Linked DNA regions of Zea mays: region 2 is linked to region 1. The links are chromatin contacts, called in public Hi-C maps. All regions are on one chromosome and are shown on one strand. The core of a region is the stretch at or near the end of the contact, and the rest is flanking DNA. Distances in the headings are between cores, read along the strand shown. Region 1 holds the start of LOC100283091. Region 2 has its middle 29 kb from the start of LOC103653547.

What was found. Hi-C and Micro-C count contacts between places; a contact is called where the count stands out from the background.
Region 2: a contact with region 1 is called in a Hi-C map of leaf, with 4 times the contacts expected there. The contact joins the enhancer-like site here to the promoter of LOC100283091 in region 1. A contact is called at or near these places in 6 of 25 Hi-C or Micro-C datasets (bundle sheath, ear, leaf and 2 more).

What each region holds. Positions count from the first base shown.
Region 1 is chr4:100,093,479-100,101,200 of Zm-B73-REFERENCE-NAM-5.0, reverse strand. It overlaps LOC100283091, which reads left to right and starts at 3,869. Exons shown (of 5, transcript NM_001412293.1): 1 at 3,869-4,532; 2 at 4,941-5,179; 3 at 5,941-6,130. The coding sequence starts at 4,319.
Region 2 is chr4:100,189,993-100,197,565 of Zm-B73-REFERENCE-NAM-5.0, reverse strand. No RefSeq gene overlaps it. Among protein-coding and RNA genes, the nearest start is that of LOC103653547, 29 kb to the right of the region's middle. Within about 2 kb of position 6,010, at least 5 of the 20 cell types and tissues checked have an H3K27ac peak or open chromatin away from gene starts, as enhancers often do. A contact at or near this core is called in bundle sheath and leaf, where this site is marked.

The DNA.
Region 1 (7,722 bases), core at 2,620-5,119:
ATTGACGAAGTCGTTAACAAATTGCTTAATGAAGTTGCGGAGAAGGTTCTGAAGGAAGAATAGTAGTTATTGTAAAAACGTTCTTAGGCGATTAATGTAACATTTGTTGAACTAAGTCTGTAATATTTGATGTGTATAGTTTTGAATCTAATATCTAAACTATTTTGCAATTTACTTCTTTGCGATGCATGAAATTTTTATATACATACTGTTTTTGAGCCTTCGGCAAAAAAACACCTTCCCTTCTTTTCATGCTTCGTAAAGAAGAATATTTATGCTTCGTGAGAATATTCACGCTTCGTAAAGAACATCCAAGCTCCGTAAAAACATCAATGCTTCGTAAACAATAGATCTCTTCTTCCACATCAGAGCTGATGAAGCTGTAATTCTCAGCTTACTTTGTGCCTTAGCACCTTTTCATTTTTGTAAAGCATTCTCCGAAGATTGACTTCATTTCCAATTCGTGTCATTGGTGTGATATGATGTATGATGTGATGTTATGCGAGATGATGCGATGATATGATGCAAAGAATGATGCTAATGCTGAAGACACACACCCACGCTGAAACACACAATCTCCGCGTCCCCTTAGGAACGATCAAAATCTCTTTGCCGCTTATTTTTCGGCTTCACCGCTTATTTTTCGGTGTAAGTTCTGCATCCGCTTAGGAACGTCTTTTGAACTTCTTCGCCTTCTATTTTGGCGGTATTTTTCGCGTTGACTTTTCGCGCTTCGCCTTATATTTTGGCGGTATTTGGCTCTGCATTCCCTTTGGAACGAATTTTGAGCAGAAAACTTACACTGCGCTCCCTTAGGAACGACTTTTTGTAGCTTCGGCAAACTTACGCTGCTCTCCTTAGGAACGACTTTTTGTAGCTTCGGTGAAACTTGCACTGCGATTTTTAGCTCTGCATTCCCTTAGTAACGTCTTTTGAGCTTCAACAATTTTTGAGCTTCGTAAGTCTGTGAAGAAGACATATTTCATTCTGACAGGAGCGAAGCTATTACAAGAAATTAAAACTAGGTTTACACTGATTGTTCCTTATTAAAAACAAAATGACAATGAACGTAAAAATATTTCAGAGGTAGGATATCTCTCAATATATGTGCTTTGATTCTGGCACAGTACTGTTGACTGTGCGAGCTTCGGATTCCTCCTTGAATTCCCGTTGCTGTTGAGAGTGCTGGCGCCCTTCTGGCTGCTGGCTTCGGGAATATGTCGATTGTAGTGGTGGCGGAGGCGGGAGTTGCGGCCAGGAAGCCTGTGAATGGCTAGCCGAAGAGACAGAAGCTGCATGATGATTGTTCACATACTCTGGTATGTAAGGAGAGTGACACGAAGTAGTGTGCAAGACCTGCTTCGGCTGGTTCTACCGAGCTTCGGCTTCTGCTATTTCCTTTTGCTTCTGAATGGTGACATGACACATTCTTGTAGTATGACCCTTGTTCTCACCATAGAATAAGCGGTAAATCTTTCTAGGTTGATCCCCAAATCTTCCTCTAAAGCCCCTGGCGCCTCTGCCCCTTGGAGCTGGCGGCCTGAAAGAGCTTTGCTGTTGCCCCGAAGATTGTGAGGTATATTGTGACCTCTAAGACTGACTTCCTTTGTCGTCACTTTGAGTGGAGTTATGGATTGACCTAACGTGCGTCAGATGGATTCTTCCTCCGAAGCCCCTGGTCATTTCAGAGAATCTGTAAGCTTCCTGCCTTCTTTGGCGGAAGTCGTTGTCAGCTCGGATGTACTCATCCATCTTCTGAAGCAGCTTCTCCAGAGTTTGCGGGGGCTTCCTGGCGAAGTACTGAGCCGTAGGTCCTGGCCGAAGGCCCTTAATCATGGCCTCAATGACAATCTCATTGGGCACTGTAGGCGCTTGTGCCCTCAGTCGTAAGAACCTTCGTACATATTCTTCATGGTCCTGCGTGCATTGGAACAGAGCTTGAGCTGTGACCGGCTTCGTTTGAAAGCCTTGGAAGCTGGTAACCAACATGTCCTTAAGCTTCTGCCACGCCGTGATAGTCCCTGGCCGAAGAGAAGAATACCATGTTTGGGCTACATTCCAGACTTCCATGATGAAGGACTTCGTCATGACTGCAGTATTGCCCCCATACGAAGATATAGTTGCTTCGTAGCTCATCAGAAACTGCTTTGGATCTGAGTGCCCATCATACATGGGGAGCTGAGGTGGCTTGTATGATGGGGGCCATGGGGTAGCCTGCAGTTCTGCTGCCAAGGGAGAAGCATCATCAAAAGTAAAGACATCATGATTAAAATCATCATACCATCCATTCTCGTTGAATAAGCCTTCTTGACGAAGCTCCCTGTGTTGGATCCTTCGATCTTGTCCATCTTGAACAAGATGACACACTTCTTCTGTGGCTTCGTCGATCTTCCTTTGAAGATCAGCAAGTCGCACCATCTTCTCCTTCTTTCTTTGTCCTTGCTGATGGATGATCTCCATGTCCCTGATCTCTTGGTCCAACTCCTCCTCCTGGAGTGTTGGACTGGTGGCTTTCCTCTTCTGGCTTCGAGCCTCTCGAAGAGAAAGAGTTTTCTGGTTTGGGTCCAGTGGTTGCAGCGCAGCAGCCCCTGGCGCTGAAGCTTTCTTTGGTGGCATGACGAAGGTCAGTGCTTGTCGAAGGTGGTCGAAAAGGGTTCACCGGAGGTGGGCGCCAATGTTGGGGACTTGTTCTCAAATGCTATGAGTTAAGAACAAGGCAACATAAAATGTTAAAAGTTAATGTCCTTCGTCCTTCGAAGCATTATTTCTCTTAGGATATAATGATCTTCAGATGAAGGTCATGAAGGATATACCTTCATCATCGCGATATATGTTAATAAAAGGAGAAGCATATGAAATATAAGAGACAACATAAACGATTATATAACATTATCAATTCATTCTCATCTCATTATATTATCATGAAAAAGTAAAGACAATATTGAATGACATATGTACCTTCGACTTGACAGAAGGTAAAAGTACAAGCGTGACGCACGAGCAAGTACAGGTCAGCGTGAACAGTACGGGGGTACTGTTCATCTATTATAGGCACAGGACGCGGCCTGTGAGAAATTACATACATGCCCTTTACACTTATTATTGACTTATATACAATTCTATAAGGACTAGATAGCCTTTTCCCCTTTAAGTCGGTTCCTTTTTCCGCCATTTAGCCGAAGCTCCCTTGCGTGTAGCTTCGGAGCAATTCCAACCTTCGTCACGATCATGTTCTTTACATCGTTCATGCTTTTAGCCCGAGTCCGAAGGTACCTATTCATATGTCACACTTGAAAGATATTGTTAAATCACGTTTTTGAGGACCTTCGGAGGACGAAGCCCCCAACAAATATAATGAGGATGAATTGATAATGTTATGTGATCGTTCATGTTGTCTTTTATGTTTCATATACTTCTTCACTTATTAACACATACTACGATGATGAAAGTATGCCCTTCATGACCTTCGTCTGAAAATCATTATATCCTAAATGAGATAATGTTTCGAAGGACGAAGGACATTAACATTTAACATTCTGGGTTGTCTTGTTCTTAATTCATAGCATTTGAAAACAAGTCCCAAACAAATCCAACACCAAATTAACATAATTTATTATGTACTAGTTCATTCAACATAAGTGAAGACTTTGTTTTCTTGACAAATGTAGCCCAATCGAGCTAATGATCTGGTTTGATCTCGGTTCATTAATAAATTGAGCTTAGATGTTAGTTTAGCTTGTGACAAAATTGAAACAAGTTGAGCCGAAATGACCATACATATATTTTAGAGTGTTGATTTAAGATTATAACATACCTAGATTATATAATCCAATAAATTTTAAACTAATACTTAATTCAAAATTTATTAAATTAGGTAATCTAGACAGATTATAACAAACACCCTCCTTGTCCCGCCCCATAAAAAATGGTTAACAAAGTGAAGTACGTATCCCGCACCCCAGTCTGAACACGGGCAAAACCGCGTGTTGGACGGCTGCCTTGCCCCTCCCCGCGCCGCGAATACACTCGAGGGCCAGCCGAGCCCAGTGCCCGAGTCCACCTTCCCTGAATTCCTGTTCGCTACCTTCGCTTCCGCTCCAAAAACCAAATAAAAAACGCACCTTTCCTTCCCTTCTCCTCCCCTTCGCTTTCCCCCGTCCTCCCTTCCCTCGATCCCCTCGCCGGAAAAGATCCCATTCCATCCACCTCCACGTCCCGGCGCAATCAGAGTTTCCGGCGGCAAAGCAGGAAGGCGGAAGCGAAAGGAATGTTGCACCTTTAAGTAGCGCGGCGACCTGGTGTTTCTTCCTGGCCGGCGATGGGCTGCTTCCCGTGCTTCGACTCCCCGGCAGATGAGCAGCTTAACCCCAAATTCGGTGGCGCCGGTGGGTACGGCGGCACGTCCTCTGCCGTCGCGGCGTACGGAAACGGCACAGGCGCCGGCGTCAGCATCGGCCGGCACGGGGACAGGGGGTACCCGGACCTGCAGCAGGCGCCCATGGCGGCTCCGCGCGTCGAGAAGCTCTCAGCAGGTGCGCGACGTGCTCCGCGCTGAGCTACGTGTTCCACGGTTTGGGGTGGGTGGGTGGACTGGATCCCGGCAAGGTGGTTGATCTCCCGCGTGGTGGTTCAACCGCACCGGGCCTGCCTGATCTGATTTAGTAGTGCTCCGTGTAGCTTGTGGCCATCTTTGCGTGTTGAATTAGCGTCAGGTTCTCGATAGGTAAAGGGAAAAGAAGTAGGAACTTTCTATTGTTAGTTATTGCAAATTAGGTTCATTTACTACCTTAGGCCTCGGAGAGATGTAAAGGTTGTGGGGTGATAAACTCGTGGACTGATGCAACCAGGACATGCTATTTTGAATAGTGATTCTCTTTTGTCTGAGTCGGACTGCTGATGAGCTTACTGAATCTACCTCTTGTACTTGTCTATGTGTGCAGCGGCTGAGAAAGCAAGAGTAAAGAGCAATGGGCTCACCAAAGAGGCTTTGGTGCCAAAGGATGCCAATGGCAATGCCATCTCAGCGCAAACTTTCACCTTCCGTGAGCTTGCTACCGCCACCAGGAACTTCAGGCCCGAGTGCTTCCTGGGAGAGGGAGGTTTTGGACGTGTTTACAAGGGCCGCCTTGAGAGCACAGGCCAGGTAACTTTTGAGTTCAGCAGGTGCGACCTATCTGCGGTGAGATAATAGTGCTATTAGCAAATTGCACTGTTGTAGAATTGGGACTTTGTTTTACCCACAGATTTCATGTAGTCCATGTTTGAAATAGTAGCTGTTCAGTGTAGAGCTGTTTTGCTTTATTTTTGTCTTTTGACAGTAGACTAGAAGATTTGGCACTGCTAGTTTTAGTATCTGTTCAATGGAGCTTGCATACCTTATGTTTTTGTCGTTTGCTAGTTTACTGAAAGCAGTCCATGTTAAAGCTGTCCAAATGTTTCATACCTTAGACTGTCTCCAGCAACGTCCTCTATATACATCCTCTATATCCGTCCTTTACAGTATTCTCTAAAACATTCTATCTCATATATCTACTTTCTCTTCAACAACGTCCTCTATATGTAAATACCTATATTAAAGACATTTTTTAATTTTTATACATACGTATTTGTCATACTCTTAAATGTATTGTACATATTTTAGTTTTACTAAACCGGTTGTTTAAAGTATTCAAATAGATAGAGAACCGTTTAGAGAAACTCTATATATAGAGGATCCAGCAGCGTCCTCTAAATTTAGAGGACCGTTTAGAGGACACTGCTGGAGGGAGTCCTCGTCCTCTAAATTTAGGGTACAGGACCCTTTAGAGCTCCTTGTTGGAGCTAGTCTTATGTTCTTGTCTTTTGCTAGTTTACTGAAAGAATATGATGTACAGTAGATGCAAAAGACAAATGAAGCTGGATTAAAAAAGACAGACGGTTTAATGTGATTGTTTGCTGCAGGTTGTTGCTATAAAGCAGCTTAACAGGGATGGGCTTCAAGGAAACAGAGAATTTCTAGTAGAAGTTCTCATGCTCAGCTTACTACATCATCAAAACCTGGTTAATTTGATTGGTTATTGTGCTGATGGAGACCAGAGACTTCTTGTTTATGAATATATGCCTTCTGGATCACTTGAAGATCATTTGCACGGTACAAATGCTGTTCTTGTGTGCTCTATCAAAACTGTTTGCATATGACTACTACCTGTTAGCATTCCAACCAGTGCTCTCTGTGTAACTAGCTGCATGCCTATCCTAGTGTGTCTGCCTGTCTGTCACATGCTTGCTTGTCTATGGTTGTCAGATTGTTATATCTTTGTTAGTCTTCCACTCTTTATTGTATGCATCCATATTCATTATTCTTCCTTTTTATACTGGCAGATGTTTAGTCTGTAGCCCTTCACACGTTGCCAATAACATTACTATTTTGCTTCTGAAACCTATTCTAGACCCATTGGTGATGCAGGGTGCCATACTATGTACCCCTTTATTAGCCATCTTCATATTACATTTTCCTTGCATTTTGCCCTATGTTAGTTTATCGACCCACGTGGGGTAAGGTAGCCCCCGGTGTAGGAAGAACCCATAACCCTAAACAGGGTTGGGTGTGGTATTAATAGACTTCAGCAGGAGGTAGACGGTGCATCCCGATTCCCGAGGAACTGGTCCTCGAGAGCGAGCCACGCCTTGCGCGCAGTGTCCGTCTGGTCGCGGATGATGTCCTGTAGCTCAACGGTGATGGTGCCGTGGAGCCACGAGAGGACAACGCTGTCCATGAGGCACCAGGAGCGAGGCGGCGGAGCGTCGTGGTCGACGAGGACGTGATCGTCGAGGACGAACCGCCGAAGCGTGAGAAGGACCTGTCCTCGCCAACGGGGTAGTGGGAAGACGCCAGATCCAACACCACGGACACGAGGGCCCGGATGTTGTGCAGTCCAGCGGCTTGAGCGTGGAGAGCAGCGATGAGGTCGGCGTCGAGGTCAGAGGCGAGGGGGTCCTCTGGGGGTTCCACAGGGGCGGTCGGCGGGCGACCGAGGAGGCGCTGCGTGGTGGCCATCTGGGTGGTCAGAGCGGCGCCCAGGGCACGCTCTCTCTCCACGGCGAGGGAGGCGGCGCGCTCGCGCTCCCGCGAGGCCGTCACAGCGGCCTGGATCGTAGCGAGGGTGTCGACGAGCGGGGAGTCGGTGGTGGGGAGTGCGGAGGGCGCGACGGCGTGGCTCCAGGTGGGTGAAGCGAGGGTGGGAAAGCCCGGCGGGGAGCCTCGGCGCAGGGTCAGCGGGGGAACGGCGAGGAGCGGCCCGAGGCCGGCGATGTAGGGGCCCCCTCCATGGGCGAGCTCGCTGCTGATCGCAGCGGGGGCGATGGGGCCGGTGGCGGCAGTGGTGGTGTCGTCCATGGCGGCGACGGCTGGAGGGGGGCCGCGGCAGGGGGCGTCGGGTCGGGGTGGGGCGCGGCCGGGTTGGGGCACAGCACTGCGGGCCGCCGGGGGGCGTCGACGGCCAGAGTTGGATCAGGCGCGGTGACGACGGCCAGAGACGGGTCAGGGAGGGGCGCGCGCTCGGTCCTGACGGCGGCACCTGGCGCGGCTTGGACGGAGCGCCAGGGTCGCGGCGCTGGGTGCGACGGGCGCGCAGGGGCGAGAGCGGGAGCACCCGGCGGCGGCTCCTGGGAGCACCTGGCGGCAGCGCCTGGCGCGGCTCTAGGCGTGACGGGATGCAGGGGCGGGCGCACCTGGCGGCGCGC
Region 2 (7,573 bases), core at 4,761-7,260, 94 kb before region 1:
ACCAAAGAGCAGTATAGTCGTCCCTCGGCGAAGGGGGCGAGGGCAGTGTTCCACTCAAATTCGTCAAGCCACGACAATACACATATTTTAATATTACAAAAGCAACACCTTCGGAATTAGACAGGCCTCCCGAAAATTAGACAACATAAGTTTAAGCTCTTCGGCTTCAAAAAGCGCCCTAAGATCCTACTCCCCAAAACCCCTTTCAGCCATCGGTGCTAGAACAATTTGGCGAGGTCCCTCTTTTGACCGTGCCCTCTCCCTTTCATGAGGATGTGGGGTGACATGCGAAGCACCTCGCAGAGCGAGACCCGCCGGCGAGGTCCGCCCAATCCCATACAACGAAGTCTTCGAGAGCCTGCGCCACATCCCACCGGCGCATCAGCACTCCCCAACCTTTGTTTTGGTACACCAACTCATTTTCTTTTGTTCATCATAGGTATCGGGGCCCTAGATGAAGACTCCTCATCCATTCTAGATTAAACCACAGACACATCTAACGCAACAAAAAAACACAAATCCTCATAAGAAGACTCCTCATCCATCTTTGCGATTGGGCTCAACCACCCGTCGCTACCCCGATGACCATGATCCAAACCCAGAGTTCTCACCGCTACACACAATTAGACTCCAGCGGGACAACGGCGTGACGCACTCAGTAGCCCCAATGATTTCTTTCCCTCTATCCAGGAAGCCAAAGTTTGCCTGCTCAGGCCTAGTCACCGGAACTTGCGCAACAGCTTTAATGTGAACATACATCAAGTATATTACCACTTAGTAAGCCTACTCCTATTTACACCTGCTCAGCGGCATAAGGCTGCAAAGTCCCCACCGCATCGAGGATGGCGTGGTTGACCTCAGCACAGGACGATTGCTCCTCCGCGCCCTCCTCAACACCAACATCTTGAGTAGCCAAAAAGCACTTGAAGCCAGCAAGGTCTTCAACCTCCTCGTTCCTTAGTGCCTGCAGAAAGAAAATAACATAGCATCAGAAATCAAAAGGCAATATTTTCACCCTAGACAAAAGAAAAAGCCTTCACCTATGCCAGTGCCCGGCCAGCCCTCTCCCGGACGACAGCACGGCATGTGGCTCAAACATCTGGTCATAAAATCCCCAATCGTCTGCTTCAGTGCAACGTCCTCAACCTAGAACACTTCCCGGTCGAAGTCCTCATTAATCTGCTCGAAGGCCTCGATGTGCACGACCAGCCCTCTCCCGGACGACAGCACGGCATGTGGCTCAAACATCTGGTCGTAAAATCCCCAACCGACTGCTTCAGCGCAACGTCCTCAACCTAGAACACTTCCCGGTCGAACTCCTCATTACTCTGCTCGAAGGCCTCGATGTTCTTGAAGCCCTCACGGGATAGATCAGCATTCGCAACGCCTTCGCAGGAAACAAGGGAGGCATAGGACGTGAGGCCCATCCTGATAGACGGGAGGGACTCCAGCTCCTCTTGCAGCCAGCTAAGGAAGCTAGCCCCACCTCTCCTCTAGACTAGTCGAAGGGGCCTGTCTCCGCACCCAGGTCATGATTGGCATCTACAAAGAGCGAGTGTGCCCGGTCCATGATGGTCCGCATGGCAGCCTCCACCCTTTCATGATGAGTTCTCGTATTCCTCACCTCCAACTCCAATTCAGTAGCATGCTCTAGGGCTACTTTGGCCTCCATCCAGGCAACTTGCGCCTTTGTCTGTGACTGGGCAACAACATCTTTCAATTCGCTCAGCTGACGGCTGAGCCCCTCATTTTCTTTCTCAAGAGTGCTGACCTTCTCCAGAAGGTTTCGACTCTTGTTTTCAGCCGCAGATTTTTCCCAGATGGCCTATGTATTTTGCATCTGAAGACGCTCCATCTTGTCCTCCAACCGCTTTTTCTCGGAGCATGGCTGCGAAGTTGCCACGTCCACCAGCGCCCCGGACGCCACCTGATCAGTGAAGACAGCAGCCTGCCAACACACAGACTTCAGTAAAAAAACTCACATATTGCAGCTACTGCACAACAGTCACCACCCGTAGAAGCATCAGTGATCCCTCCGCCCCCATCAACAACAGCGCAGAACTGTGCCCACGGGTCCAGCGAAGCATCCACCATAGGCTTCGCATGTGTGGTCTCCACCACTAGCTTTGCTGACATCACAATCATTATCCCAGACCCGACCCTACAGCCGAAAACCAGTCGGTACAAGAATACACATACGATCACAAAAAACATACACAATAATGTCGGCGTTTCGAGACCGGGGGGTCCCTAAGCCGACGAGTGAGTGTGCTGCGTGCCCCAGCCCAGATGGGTCGAGCGCGTGGGCGAGCGCAAAGGGGGGAGAGGCGAGGTGGCCGGAGACGGGCGTGAGAGAGGTGGAAGTCCCGCGGCCTTCGTGTTCGTCCCGCGCCCAGGTCGGGTGCGCTTGCAGTAGGGGGGTTACAAGCGTCCACGCGGGTGAGGGAAGCGAGCGGCCCCAAGAGAGCGCCTGTCCCGTCCTCGGTCCCGCGCGGCCAACCTTCTCTAAGAAGGCCCTGGTCCTTCCTTTTATAGTCGTAAGGAGAGGACCCAGGTGTACAATGGGGGGTGTAGCAGAGTGCTACGTGTCTAGCGGAGGGAGAGCTAGCGCCCTAAGTACATGCCAATGTGGCAGCCGGAGAGATCTTGGCACCCTGCTGGTGTGATGTCGTGGTTGTCGGAGGAGCAACGGAGCTTGGCGGAAGGACAGCTGTCGGAGCGGTCGAGTCCTTGCTGACGTCCACCTGCTTCCGTAAGAGAGCTGAGAGCCGCCGCCGTCTTAGAGCTTGGGAGGCGCCATCATTGCCTATCTGGCGGAGCTGGTCAAATGGGACACCGGTCTTGTTCTCTGCGGCCCGAGTCGGCTCGGGGTAGAGTGATGATGGCGCTCCCTGTTGACGTGGCGGACCCGCTCCCGAGGCCGGGCGACGTGGGGGCTCCTCCGAAGCTGGGGTCGAATCTGTCTTCCGTTGCCGAGGCCGAGCCCGAGCCCCTGGGTCGGGCGAGGCGGAAGTCGTTCGGCAGAGGCCAGGGCGGAGTCCGAGCCCTGGGGTCGGGCGAGGCGGAGTTCGTCGTCTTCCGGGGCCGAGCCCGAGTCTGAACCCTGGGGTCGGGCGGAGCGGAGTTCACCGTCCTCCGGGTCTTAGCCCGAGTCCGAGCCCTGGGGTCGGGCGGAGCGGAGTTCGCCGTCTTCTGGGTCTTAGCCCGAGTCCGAGCCCTGGGGTCGGGCAGAGCGGAGTTCGCCGTCTTCCGGGTCTTAGCCCGAGTCCGAGCCCTGGGGTCGGGCGGAGCGGAGTTCCCTATGGCGCCCCTGGCGAGGCCTGACTGCCTGTCAGACTCACTCTGTCGAGTGGCACTACAGTCGGAGTGGCGCAGGCGGCGCTGTCCTTCTGTCAGACCGGTCAGTGGAGCAGCGGTGTGACGGCGGTCACTTCGGCTCTGCCGGGGGGCGCGCGTCAGGATAGAGGTGTCAGGCCACCTTTGCGTTAAATGCCCCTGCAACTCGGTCAGTCGGTGCGGTGATTTAGTCAGGGTTGCTTCTTAGCGAAGCCAAGGCCTCGGGCGAGCCGAAGATGTGTCCGCCGTTAAAAGGGGGGCCTCGGGCGAGACGGAAGTCCCTCGAGGTCGGCTGCCCGAGTCCGAGGCTAGGCTCGGGTGAAGCGTGATCGAGTCACTCGTATGGACTAATCCCTGACTTAATCGCACCCATCAGGCCTCTGCAGCTTTATGCTGATGGGGGTTACCAGCTGAGAATTAGGCGTCTTGAGGGTACCCCTAATTATGGTCCCCGACAAATAATAAATACACACTCTCCGCCAGCCGCCAGTTCGGTGTGAGCATCGAACATGCTCACAGGCTCGATTCGGTAGTCATCAACTGGAAGTTCACGGCTCACCTCACTAGCTCCACCCATCTCAGCACCCTTCGCTCCACCAACCTCACTAGCCTTCGCAGGTAGCTATCCTAATTAGTCAGCCAAGGGCATCCCATTCCACCCTTGTGGTGGCACGTGTTTCTCAAGTTAAGCTCCATGTTCCTATTAACATAATAGTCTTATCATGAACAGAACTGTGGCAGAACCTCCCAAGTTATCGGGCCCACATGCACCTGTCCTTGTCTCAAAGACATCAGACGGCTATGCATGTGCACCAGATAACTTAACAAGATCCGTCCGAGTGTCCCAAGGACCCCGGATAAACCACTTACAACCAAGATCGCAAGATTAAGTAAACACAACTCACATACAACCACTTGCAGCGGAAATAAATTCTTTATTACAAAATGATTACAAGTTACATCAAGATTTCATTATACATCATCGGAGTGATTAAAAAATGGTTCAAAAGAATTACAATTTGAAGTATTATAAAATATTTGTAACTTTGAAAATACATGCTAGCTTAAGTGACAATCCTCAATACATAAGCTAAGGATGGGATATACTTATATAAGAAGGCCGAGCTCACCGGAACTTAACAACAATCACAATCAAAGTGACTCGTAACCTGCAGCAACAATGGGAATAAAACCTAAGTACGCAAGTACTCAGCAAGACTTACCCAACTAAAGAAAAGACTCTCAAGGGTATGCTGGTTTTAAAAGGATTCAAGGTAAGGCTAATCAAGTTTCAAAGACTCGTTTTGGCAGAAAAGCTTACTAGTAGTAGATCCTTATGCCAAACTTTTACTTTATCGGTTAAGTAGTTTTTTTGAATCTAGATTTGCCTAATCTAGAGCATTCACTTGTCCTGGTCTAGCTTTCTTTTACCAAACTCTTATTTTACTTATTAACTACGATGAGTGGTCGGGTGGTAGAGTCTCCATGACCGAGGAGCAACGACGATTCGAACCAATTATACCTAGCTGGGGATCCCTAACCACACGACATATGTAGCACTTAACCCTTGCATATGTCAACCGTTCCCACAGATCCTCCACAACGTGAACCGGCCCGCGCTACCCGGGAGCATGGTACTCCTCGGTCCAGCCTCTAGCCAAGAGGGTACACGCTACTACCACCATCTCCCACGCCCAGTGCGCGATTGTCTTTTCACGTATGGAATAGCCAGGTTCAGGCTTACCGGAGAATGTGGCTAGTTACAAAGTCTCCACCACAACAGGCCTACATCGAACGGTCCTTAATCGACACAGACGAGCGAACTTTCCTGCTCAACGTCTGGTCTACATTACATATTATTTCCTAAAACTTGATACCTCAGAGAGGTACCCTACTTGAATGATGAAATTATCGCGGCCACAATGGCTTCATCATCACAAGTTATTTTATTTCACAAACTCCCATATCCCGTGTTACACATCATCTTTTAAAAACAATCCTAAATTAATAAGCAGGGCTAAGCATCACTAAATTTTCATAAAACGGGTATTAGGGTTGTTTAATCAAGGAAGGAAATGCATCAACTATTTGATCACACAACTCCTATCACCTAATACATCATTCAAGGTGATAAAACTTTTTAAAACAGAAGGAGGTGGCAAATGCACCGAAGCTTGCCTGCAATAACACTAGGTTAGTGTGGTTAGATGATGTCCGCTTGGTGAGCCTCAAAAATCCTGACACTTGATCAAGTCATCCATAGTGAGAGCGAGGTGGCTTGGGAAAGACACCAGGGCTGAGCTGAACCCTGCGGCAGCGCATGGCGAGGTGGCTTGGGAAAGACACCAGGGCGGCCGCTCGGTCACTAGTGAGAGCGAGGGCGAGGCGATGAGGGGACCTGGACATGGAGTCGAGCGCGAGTTGCTGGGGCAAGCGCCATGGCAGGCCGGAGCTAACGACCATGGAGTTCAAGTATGGGGAGGTGTGGCAGGCGAGCACCAGTTAGCTGTGGTCGGTGGTGGAGGCTGGCTCCGACGAGCACGACGACTGAGAGATGGCACATCCGCTTGGGGAGGCAGAGAAGCGATGCAGCCAGGGAGCTTCGACGGTGGCCAAGGAAATGAGGATAAGGGAAAATCAGCTAGAAGATAATAGGATAAAGACATCGACTAGAGAGATGAGGCATACGGAGACGTGAAGGAGAAAAATCTCCTAGAGAGCGGTGGATTTAGGATACAGCCTATAGCCAGCCAAGGAGAAAATGAATTTTCCTTTTTTTTCTTTAAAACGCATATGTACAAATATCTAGAGGCTGGGGTTAGATCGTAACTATAAGGATCAGACTAAAGCGCTCAAATTACCAATTTATTTGATATTGCTATGTTTGATTTCGCTGCTTTGAATACTTTGTCGGAGAAACACTTTGATTAATACCTTGCACGATTTATTATATAATCTCCTCTTCGATTCGTATTTTTAGTGCAATAATTATTCAGAGTTTTGATCTTCGGATTATGGCGTAACTTGATTAAAGTTTAAATCACAAAAGATTCGAATAAGTTGAATTGCCTTAATTTTGAATTCGAATTTTAATCAAACACACAGTGGTATGAATTAGACTTAAATTTTTAAATACAATTTGAATCGAATACGCGTCGATCCAAACTAGTGAGGTCCGAAACGAAAAATCTTATACTTTGAACAAAGAGTACATGTAACTCTGGGCTCTGGGGTTAGGGTTTGGTGTACGGTATAAATGGACCGGGACAATGATACCAGCTACAATGTTTTGGGACGGCATTTGATTAAAACGAAATCCAAAAATGTTTATCTATTATCTGAACATGTTTGGTCCCTCTATATAGAATAGTGCACTAGAGAACAAATCCTAATTTGTTTTAATCATGCGCACATTGGTCTCAGGTACGCGTGTGGTCCGAATTATAAATGCAAGTGCTTCCTAAATTTATATCCGCTAACTTGAGTGATCCAACAACATAGACTCAAGGCTTCACTGGCTGAATTACTTCCAACACCAAGAAATCTTGAGGATTCGGACAAGAGAGATGGATATGATAAAGAAATTATGATTCTTACTCGATATACTAATCGGCTACCCGAATGCTCAAATTAGAGCAAGAAGCAACTGGCCAAACCACGTCATTGTCTTCGATGTCTTAGACTGTGCTGGATTTGATTTGATTCAAAACCGAAAAATTTTATCCATGGTCTGAACACCTGATTTCACGACCACAGATAATTTGCTAAAAACAAAGCGCAATAGTAAACTCTCAGACACGGTTTCTTAGTTAATGTTCATGGTCTCAATTATAAAAGTCAAGTGTTTTCTAATTCACCATCGCTTGACCAAATGATCCGAATAACACAAAATTCATCGTCAAATTCTAATAAATTTATTTGGGACACAAATCGCAACTGTGGATCGAGCTTCCAAATTTGTATTCATTTAACAGATTAATTTTAAATAGGAGCAAGACTCGATAGGTCATATAATAAATATGTTTTGAATTTCGCAAACCATTTATATTAATCCAAATGGGCAGAGATGAAGACGATATCAAAATCATGATAGGTGCAGATGATTAAGGCATAGAGGCCAATATTCTCACCGACAATTCTTGGTTAAGTCCGCACTCGTGGTCGAGCAGACGATAAACACCTGGAGTGTTATAAGAATAGAATAACAATAATAAAGCATGACCATGTGTAATAATTA